Linked DNA regions of Mus musculus: region 1 is linked to region 2. Evidence: chromatin contacts called from public HiChIP or PLAC-seq data. All regions are on one chromosome and are shown on one strand. Each heading gives the region's core, a stretch centred on a gene start, on an enhancer-like site or on the middle of the called end of the contact. The rest is flanking DNA. Distances are from core to core; before and after follow the strand shown.

Evidence for each region. HiChIP or PLAC-seq counts read pairs in DNA pulled down with a chosen protein or histone mark.
Region 1: a contact with region 2 is called in an H3K27ac HiChIP or PLAC-seq map of bone marrow-derived dendritic cells, with 5 times the contacts expected there. The contact joins the promoter of Tspoap1 here to the enhancer-like site in region 2. A contact is called at or near these places in 1 of 39 promoter capture datasets (the 3T3-L1 cell line), 1 of 15 datasets of contacts at CTCF or cohesin (embryonic stem cells), 8 of 484 Hi-C or Micro-C datasets (CD8 T cells, ECoMG-derived neutrophils, liver and 4 more), 2 of 115 datasets of contacts at active chromatin or transcription factors (bone marrow-derived dendritic cells and microglia) and 3 of 9 other capture datasets (adipose tissue, liver and macrophages).

The regions. Positions count from the first base shown.
Region 1 is chr11:87,758,942-87,763,369 of GRCm38.p6, forward strand. It overlaps Tspoap1 (TSPO associated protein 1), which reads left to right and starts at 1,600. Exons shown (of 32, transcript NM_172449.2): 1 at 1,600-2,787; 2 at 3,496-3,603; 3 at 3,840-3,968. The coding sequence starts at 2,461.
Region 2 is chr11:87,209,990-87,213,978 of GRCm38.p6, forward strand. All of the region lies in intron 22 of Trim37 (tripartite motif-containing 37), which reads left to right. Among named protein-coding and RNA genes, the nearest start is that of Trim37, 85 kb to the left of the region's middle. Within about 2 kb of position 2,537, at least 24 of the 459 cell types and tissues checked have an H3K27ac peak or open chromatin away from gene starts, as enhancers often do. A contact at or near this core is called in ECoMG-derived neutrophils, bone marrow-derived dendritic cells, macrophages and 2 more, where this site is marked.

The sequences.
Region 1 (4,428 bases), core at 350-2,849, 550 kb after region 2:
CTTGTTATTCTTGTGATTTCCTCAATAGTACAGTACAATTATTTTAACATTCACATCGTATTATAAAATAGGTATAAACAATCTAGAGATGATTTAAGGCATGGGGGTGGGGTGGGGCTGGGCTGAGGATATGGTTTAGTGGTAGAGTGCTTGCCTAGCATGCAAGAGACCTTGGGTATACAGAAGGATGTGTATAAGCCATGGGCGGATATTTCATCACCTTACATAAAAGGACTTAAGCATTTGAGAACTTAGTGGGGTATCCTGAGATGATCTTATAGACAGTCCCCTTAGGCATGGAGGGGTGAGAATATATATACAGAGACTGCGTGCACATCATGCCAGGCAAGTTTATCATGTACATAGATCATTGTATGCCATTGTACATTATTATATGACAATGTATGTCATAATGTGTTAGTGCTGTATAATGGCATGATATCTGTGATTTATAGCAAAATGCAATGATAAACTCATACGTAATTGCATGCACATAGACATTGTAGCAAATAGACATACAATGACACAAAACCATGCACAGATATATATCCAATGAGATTCATAGACAAAATAGCACACATACATGCAGTGATCTCCATGTATACACAGACATACTATGCATACTCTTCTATACATACATGTAATATGACATGCATATGCATGCTGACTGAAAGTTACATGACATAGCATGTGTACTGATGTTTAGACTGCTTTAGAGAAATGAATGTTACCTTCTCTCTTATGCAACTCCAACCCCTACCCAGTTCCATTGGCTCTGGCCTGGGTGGAGCCTACTGTCTGGGTGGGGGGTGTTCTCTATGCTTTAGCTGCTATTCCATAGGGGTGCCACATGAGGGCCCTCGACCTTGGCTTGTCTTGCGTCTAGGAGCAACATTCTTATCTCTCGAGATCTAGGTGCCCCACATACAGGCAGACACCTAGGTTGGGGCAATTCCTATGTCCTTGTTCCCAAAAGCCATTTTTTTTTCATAGCAAGTAAATAAATAAAGCCTAATGCTAGACAGAAGATGAACTTCCTGATGGTTGAGGGAAAATCAGCCCAAAAGGTCCTGTCTTATGATCTCTCCTGCTAGCCTGTGAAGGCTGGGCTGTCCCCCAAATGTGATCTGCCATGGGGAAGCTGAAGTCGTTTTTCAGCCTATTTCAACACTCTGTCCTTTTGCTCGTCTTTCTATTTTCAGACTTTTATTTCTTTGTTTTATTCCAAATCCCACCATTTCAGCTCTGTCCTTTTCTACAGCTAGGTCTCTGTCACATTGTTCTATCCCCATCAGTCTTGCCTGAAAGGAGAGGACTGTCTCTACTCCCTTTCCTCTGCACCCTGGAAGTGAGGGTCTGTGGGGTCAAGGGGATGAAGAGGCCATGTTGGGGGGTCCGGAGGGGGTAGCTTTCTAACCTACCATCCAGTAAGGAACCTGCTCTTTCCACTGTCCCGACCCTGCCAGCTTGCCTGCCGGTCCAGCCCACCAGTCCAGCTCCATCGTCATGGAAACCAGCAGCTGACTTCCTATTGGTGGGCAGGAGGGGAGGAGGAGGGGGAAGGGAGGGATGATGATGCTCCCCTGCTCCCCACTCCCCATTCTGAGGCTCTGCCCTCCTTCGTGCCCACCATCTCATTTGGGGAGCTCCGGGACCGCGAGGGACCCTTGCAGTCCCTCGAGCTGAGACTAGCTGAGGCAGAGACTATGAGGCAAGCCGCCCATCGACCCAGGCCTCCTTAGGACCGCCCAGCCACCCAGCAAGCAACTGATCGGCGGCAGCCAGCGGAGAGAAAAGCTGGAGATAAAGGACCACAGTGGATCACTGGGGATCATTCCCAGGAACTCCTGCGGACCCTTTCCAGGCAGAGTGGTCGTGATGGGTGGCCAGACTCACAGACACTGAAAGACACACGCCACTACAGATACACCGGGCTTTACAACACTGAGACAGGACCGGCGACAGCATCACACACTGCCACAGCCCTGCAATACAGACAGCCCCTACCCCCACGCAGAAACAACTGGTAACTCTTAAATAGGCACAGACAGTGACACATAGCACCACCCTTCTCAACATACACAAGTCGGAGTATTCATCCTCCAATCACATAATAAAACATCACTGACCTGCAGGGACAGACCTGGAGGCACACGTACATATATACCTTCAGCCAGGCACTCCTGGTGGTGGTCTCTCACCCCCCCACACACACCCCGTACACACACACACACACACACAAGAGAGAGAGAGAGAACCATGAGCAAACCCCAGCTCCAGTCTGGCAACCCCGATACCTTCTGAACCCTCCTTCGTGGGTGGGAAGAGCTCAGCCAACCTCTGATGGACTCGGTGAAGCCAAACACTTACAGGGAGAATGGTCTAGTCTGGCATGACCCTTGTCAGTCTTCCCGCTGGTGATGTCCCCAGGTCCAGGTTCGGGGGCCCCTTGCCGAAACCATGGAGCAACTGACAACCCTCCCACGGCTTGGAGACCTTGGAGCCATGGAGCCATGGGCACTGCCTGCCTGGCAGCACTGGACTCAGGGCCAGGGGTGCAAACCTGGAGATGCATCTCCAAGCATTGCTGGTACTCCGACAGCTCTGCAGGTTAAAGGATTGAGGTTTGAAGAGAGTTCCAAGCCTGAGGGAGCTCATAGCCCTGGACCTGTCGGAAATACTGATCCTGAAGCAACAGAGACCGGGCTGCCTAAGCTGGGGCAGCAAGCAGAGAGCCCTGGGTACAGCTGTTCCGGGCTGGAGGAGGAGGAGGCACAGGCTTATAAGGTAAGAGAGGATGGAGAGGGCTGCAAGATGGACTGGCCATAATCTGTAGTCCCACTGCCCACATTTCTTGTCTCTGTCTCTGTCTCTCTCTGTCTGTGAGTCTGCCTGTGTGATTATCTGTCCTTCCTTCCTTGGACGGGAATCTAAGTGGCCTCGCTCTGTTCTCTCTGGCTCTGGCCCTCAGTGTGGGTACATGTGTCTCTTTCTGATTATGTTAGGTCTCTTCCACCACGAGTCTGTCTGGGGGGAATCTTGGTATGCTGGGGGGTGTGGAGGTGGGCTTGGTGCTGGGCTGAGCCAAGGAAGATTTTGTTGTGGGTGGGTGTGAGTGAGCTAGCTACTGGAGAGGATGAAGGAAGCAGGACTTTAGTGGAGGGCAGGGGACTCTACAGACCCAAGATGTCTAGACGGATGGGGAGGGAGTTTGATCTGCCATTACCTAAAAGGCTGTGGGGTAGAAAGGCAAGCATAGAGGAAGAGCAGGAAATGCCCCAGAATGGTGTGAGGCTGCCGCTGAAGGCATGAAGGCATGGAGGATGGGCCTGTCCCTTCTCCTTAGGTCCTGGTAGCACCCCTCTCTGAAGGCCTGGGACACAAGAGAGAACCTGTTCACCCCTTGGGTTATAGAGTGGCGATGTTGCACACGGAAGACTCCGGCTAGGTTGAGTAGGTTTCTGAGACACCGTACCCGGTCCTTCCCTATGCCAGGCCAAGTTCAACATAGGCTTCGGGGACAGGCCTAATCTGGAGCTGCTAAGGGCCCTGGGAGAGCTGCAGCAGCGCTGTACCATCCTGAAGGAGGAAAACCAGATGCTGGTGAGGCCTGGGGAGTGAGGTTTCCCTCAGCACCCCCGATCAGCCTATAAACATTCTCTCCAAGGAGGGAGGCACCCACGGGTGACATAACCCCATGCCCCAACCCCAGTGGACCCTTGCTTAACACTGCCAAGGATCTCACTGTGTGCCCAGGCTCCAGCCTAGGGCTTTGGGTAGTAGGAATGGGTCTGTGGGATTCTCCCTACACAGTCCAACTCTGGCTGACTCCTTGTCAGAGAAAAAGCAGCTTCCCAGAGACGGAGGAGAAGGTACGGAGGCTGAAGCGGAAGAATGCTGAACTGGCAGTCATTGCCAAGCGCCTGGAGGAGAGGGCACAGAAGCTGCAGGAAACGAACATGAGGGTGGTGAGGACAGACGGACAGACAGCGGGGTGGAGGCTTGGGTGACTTGGGAAGAGGAGAACCAAGGCTGGGCCACAAGGAGTGGGCTTGGGAGTCATAGACTTACTACCCAGGAACCCAGGAGTTCAGGGGTTCGGAAGAAAGAGAAATGCTGGCCCTGGGGAAGGTTGAAGGTGTCTGGAGCTACCAGAGGGAAAGGGGGTGGATGAGGAGGCTCCTGAGAAGCCAGGGAGCACAATTCTAGATTAACACGTGCTGGAGCTGGTTGCAGCCTCCTGCTGAGCTCATCTGGGGTGTGGAGCTGGAGTGGGGGGCAGGGAGAAGACCCATCATAGTGGCAACCCTGAATTAGCAGTGTCCTCAAAGCCTAAACTGAGATGTAGTGTTAATGCTTTCGATCCTGGTTGGGGACTGCCTGGATAGGGTTCAATGAGGATTCAGTGTCTCCGAGGCCCCAGACCGG
Region 2 (3,989 bases), core at 1,287-3,786:
GCAAAACCTTAATCTTCCAAACAAAAACCCAGCTAATTAGAATATTGTTAACCCTTTGTTTGAGGTCAGGTTTTTGTTTGGTTGGTTTTTGTTTTGATTTTAGAGACAGGGTTTCTCTGTGTAGCTGTGGCTGTCCCAGAGATCTCTGCCTCTGCCTCCTGAGTACTAGGATTAAAGTTGTACACTACCTACTGCCTTTGAGGTCCATTTTGATTAATGTCTATAAATTGCTTTTTTTTTTTTAAATTTATTATATGTAAGTACACTGTAGCTGTCTTCAGACACTCCAGAAGAGGGAGTCAGATCTTGTTATGGATGGTTGTGAGCCACCATATGGTTGCTGGGATTTGAACTCCGGACCTTAGGAAGAGCAGTCAGGTGCTCTTACTTGCTGAGCCATCTCACCAGCCCTTGCTTTTTTTTCATATGTATGTATATGTGTGTGCTAGTAAGTTCCCAAGGAGGCCAACAGCATTAGCTCTCACTAGGGCTGGAGTTACCTGTAGGCTGATGTGCCTGCTGTAGGTGCTGGGAACTGAATTTAGTTCTCTAGTTGTAGTACTCACTCTTAACTGGAGTCATTTCGTCAGCATTCCTTTGCTCTGATGGAAGAATTCCTTGGCTTAACTGTTTAGCATCCCCTAAAACAACCTGCTTCATCTCTGCAGATGAGCCTCAGTTATAATTTTTAACATTTCTTCTAAGATATCAAATAAAATATCTGGTTATTTTAGCAATACAAGTTATTTAAAACAATCTTAAGTCATTGTTCTTCCTCTATCTTTTATAGGTTAGCAAAAAAGAACAACTTTCAAAAATATTTTGATTTCCCCCAGTATTACTTTCCACTTCATTTGAATTTCAGTCATTGATGAATTATTGTTTATAACACACAGAGAGATGCTAGCATATACTTCTGGCTGTCCTGGTCAGTGTAATAGTCTGACCAGGGTAATAGTCCTTGAGACACACTTGCATAGTGGGCTACAGGTACTAACTAATAAAACAAACTGTAGATTTTTTTTTTTTTTTTTTTTGGAGATAGGGTTTCTCTGTATAGTACTGGCTGTCCTGGAACTCACTCTGTAGTCCAGGCTAGCCTCGAACTCAGAAATCCACCTGCCTCTGCCTCCCAAGTGCATGCGCCACCACCGCCAGGCAAACTGTAGCTTTTTTAAGGTATGCTGTGTATGTGTGGTAGGAGGGGAGAGGTGGGAAGAACCACTTAAGAAGTAGAGATTAGATATTGAAGACACTGGTAAATAGCCTTTGATAATATTGTGTGATAAGTGTTCTGATAGAGGAACTAAAAGTATATCATCAAAAAAGTTGATATTTAGTAAGTTCTTGCTATGTTATTCTCAAAATTATTCTTTATAGTCATTAACTTCTTTTATTTCTGATTTTACAAACAAGTGATTTAAGACTTAGAAATAGAACACACATGATATGCACTCACTGATAAGTGGATAGTCCAGAAGCTCAGAATACCCAAGATACAATTTGCAAAACACATGAAACTCAAGAAGAAGGGGGAACAATACCCAATGGAAGGAGTTAAAGAGACAAAGTGTGAAGCAGAGACTGAAGGAATGACCATCCAGAGACTGCCCCACCTGGGGATCCATCCCATAAACAACCACCAAACCCAGACACTATTGCGGATGCCAAGAAGAGCTTGCTGACAGGAGCCTGATAAAGCTGTCTTCTGAGAAGCTCTGACAGTACCTGACAAATAGAGAAGTGGAGGCTCACAGCCATCTATTGGACAGAGCACAGGGTCCCCAGTGAAGGAGCTAGAGAAAGGACCCAAGGAACTGAAGGGGCTTGCAGCCCCATAGGAACAACAATATGAACTAACCAGTACCCCCAGAGCTCCCTGGGACTAAACCATCTCTCAAAGAAAACACATGGTGGGAGTCATGGCTCTAGTTGCATATGTAGCAGAGGATGGCCTAGTCAGTTATCAGTGGGAGGAGAGGCCCTTGGTCCTGTGAAGGTTCTATGCCCCAGTATAGGGGAATGCCAGGACCAGGAAGTGGGAGTGGGTGGGTTGGTGAGCAGGGGGAGGGGGCAGAGGGGAGTCGGATAGGGGATTTTTGGAGGGGAAACTAGGAAAGAGGATAACAATTGAAATGTAAATAAAGAAAATAATTTAAAAAAACAAAAAAATTTTTAAAAAGACTTAGAAATATAACTTACCTCACTGAAAGTCACAGAAATGGTCCTTGTAAGGGTTAGAATTTGAACCTAGAGTCAGTGCTTAGAATTTCCATCTCTGTATGCTTGAGTTGTAATGTACCCTTGGAAGTTTCACTTGAAGGCATGAGTAGACAGTCAGGTGATGAGCCAGTACGTCTGAGGCCAGAGTAGAAGTAGCAGTCAGATTGTGAGGAGTGGGCTTATCTTAAATCCATGTGTCTTAAGACCAAAAGTCAAGTTAAAAGGGGCGTGGGGAAAAAGTTCTTACTGTGTCAAATGGAGGAAGTGTTCTGTCATGTCGCTGTGGTTTCTCTTCCTCCTTGAGGAAGAGGCTGTCTGAAGAAACTTTAAGGCCTCATTTCTCTGCTTTAATAGCTGGGAGTTCGGAACTACAAAGATCACGGGGGATTTTTGTTCTGTTTTTGTTGTTTTTAGGTTTGGGTTTTTGATACAGTCTGGTTATCACATTAGAATTCAGTCCTGTCAGACCTCCCAGTGCTGGAGTTGTAGGTATGTGTCAGCACGCCCGGCTCCCAAGTATCAGTGCAATGTAATTGCTTTGTTGTGTTTTGGGTTTTGTTTTTTGTTTTTTTGTTTTTGTTTGTTTTTTTTAGACATAATGGTCATAAACAGACCCATTCCTTTCTAACTGGAACTAATTGGGACAACCTTCTATTTGTCTTCTTTTTAACGATTTTATACTGGCAGCCTAATTTAACAACAACAAAAACAACACACACGCCATTGATAAGCTGTACAATTCTGTAAACTGAAGACTGAATACCCAATTCAGAGAAAAGTCTTGTCACAGCTATTAAAAACATTGCTCCAGATTAGCTAGCAGATGAGTTATACAACCTGTGATGGCTTACTAGTGCTGATCACCTTTAGGGTAATCAAGACGAGCTATTCAAAAATAAATAAAATTAATGTAATGAAAGTAGCACTCTTGTTTAGAAGTCTTAAGTGAGACATGCCTAAGTGTGATAGGGTATTTTCAGAGTTAGAAAACTTAGCTGTTCAATGTGGGTATGCCTCTGTATTTCTTTGTTACTATGTAGCCCAGGCTAGCCTTGGACTTGAACTTCTGATCTTCCTGACTGTACTTCCAAAGAACAGGGATTCTAGGCTTGAGCTGTATGCTTATTTTTCATGTGTTAACAGTGGAACCCAGGAGTTCAGCAGAGCAGCTACATCCTGGCAGCTGCCTTTCACTCCCCATTTTGAGACATATTTTCACTGTGAATAGCCCAGGATGGCTGTGAACTCATAGCAGTTCTCCCTCCTGAGCCTCTCGATGCTGGGATTGCAGATGCGAACCTCTTCATTTGGCTGATAGTTGCCTGCCTGCCTGCCTGCTCTCCACTCTCACTCTCTCTCTCTCTCTTTCTTTTCTGTGTCATATCAGTGAACTAGAAGTCTCAGTGAATTGGCTAGCTTTTTTGAAAATGACAAGATAGTTGCTTCTGTTGCAAACTTGGTAAGAACTCTGAATCACATCCTGAGGATTCATGGGCAAGGTTTGTTAATTTTCTATGTCTTTAGCAACAAGGAAACCTTTCTCAGGGCCAGCAACAACTTCCTAGCTTGATCTTGTATCATTTGTTGATGGACAAGGAAAAAGGGCAAAGTCCATTAATTTGGTCCCACTCCATGAGTGCACAGTCTTTCAGGGAAGGCAAGATTTTTAGACAATGTTAAGAGTCCTTTAGAACAGTGGTTCTCAATTATGGGTTGTAACCGCCACAGGATTGCATATCAGATATTTACATTACAATTCATAACAG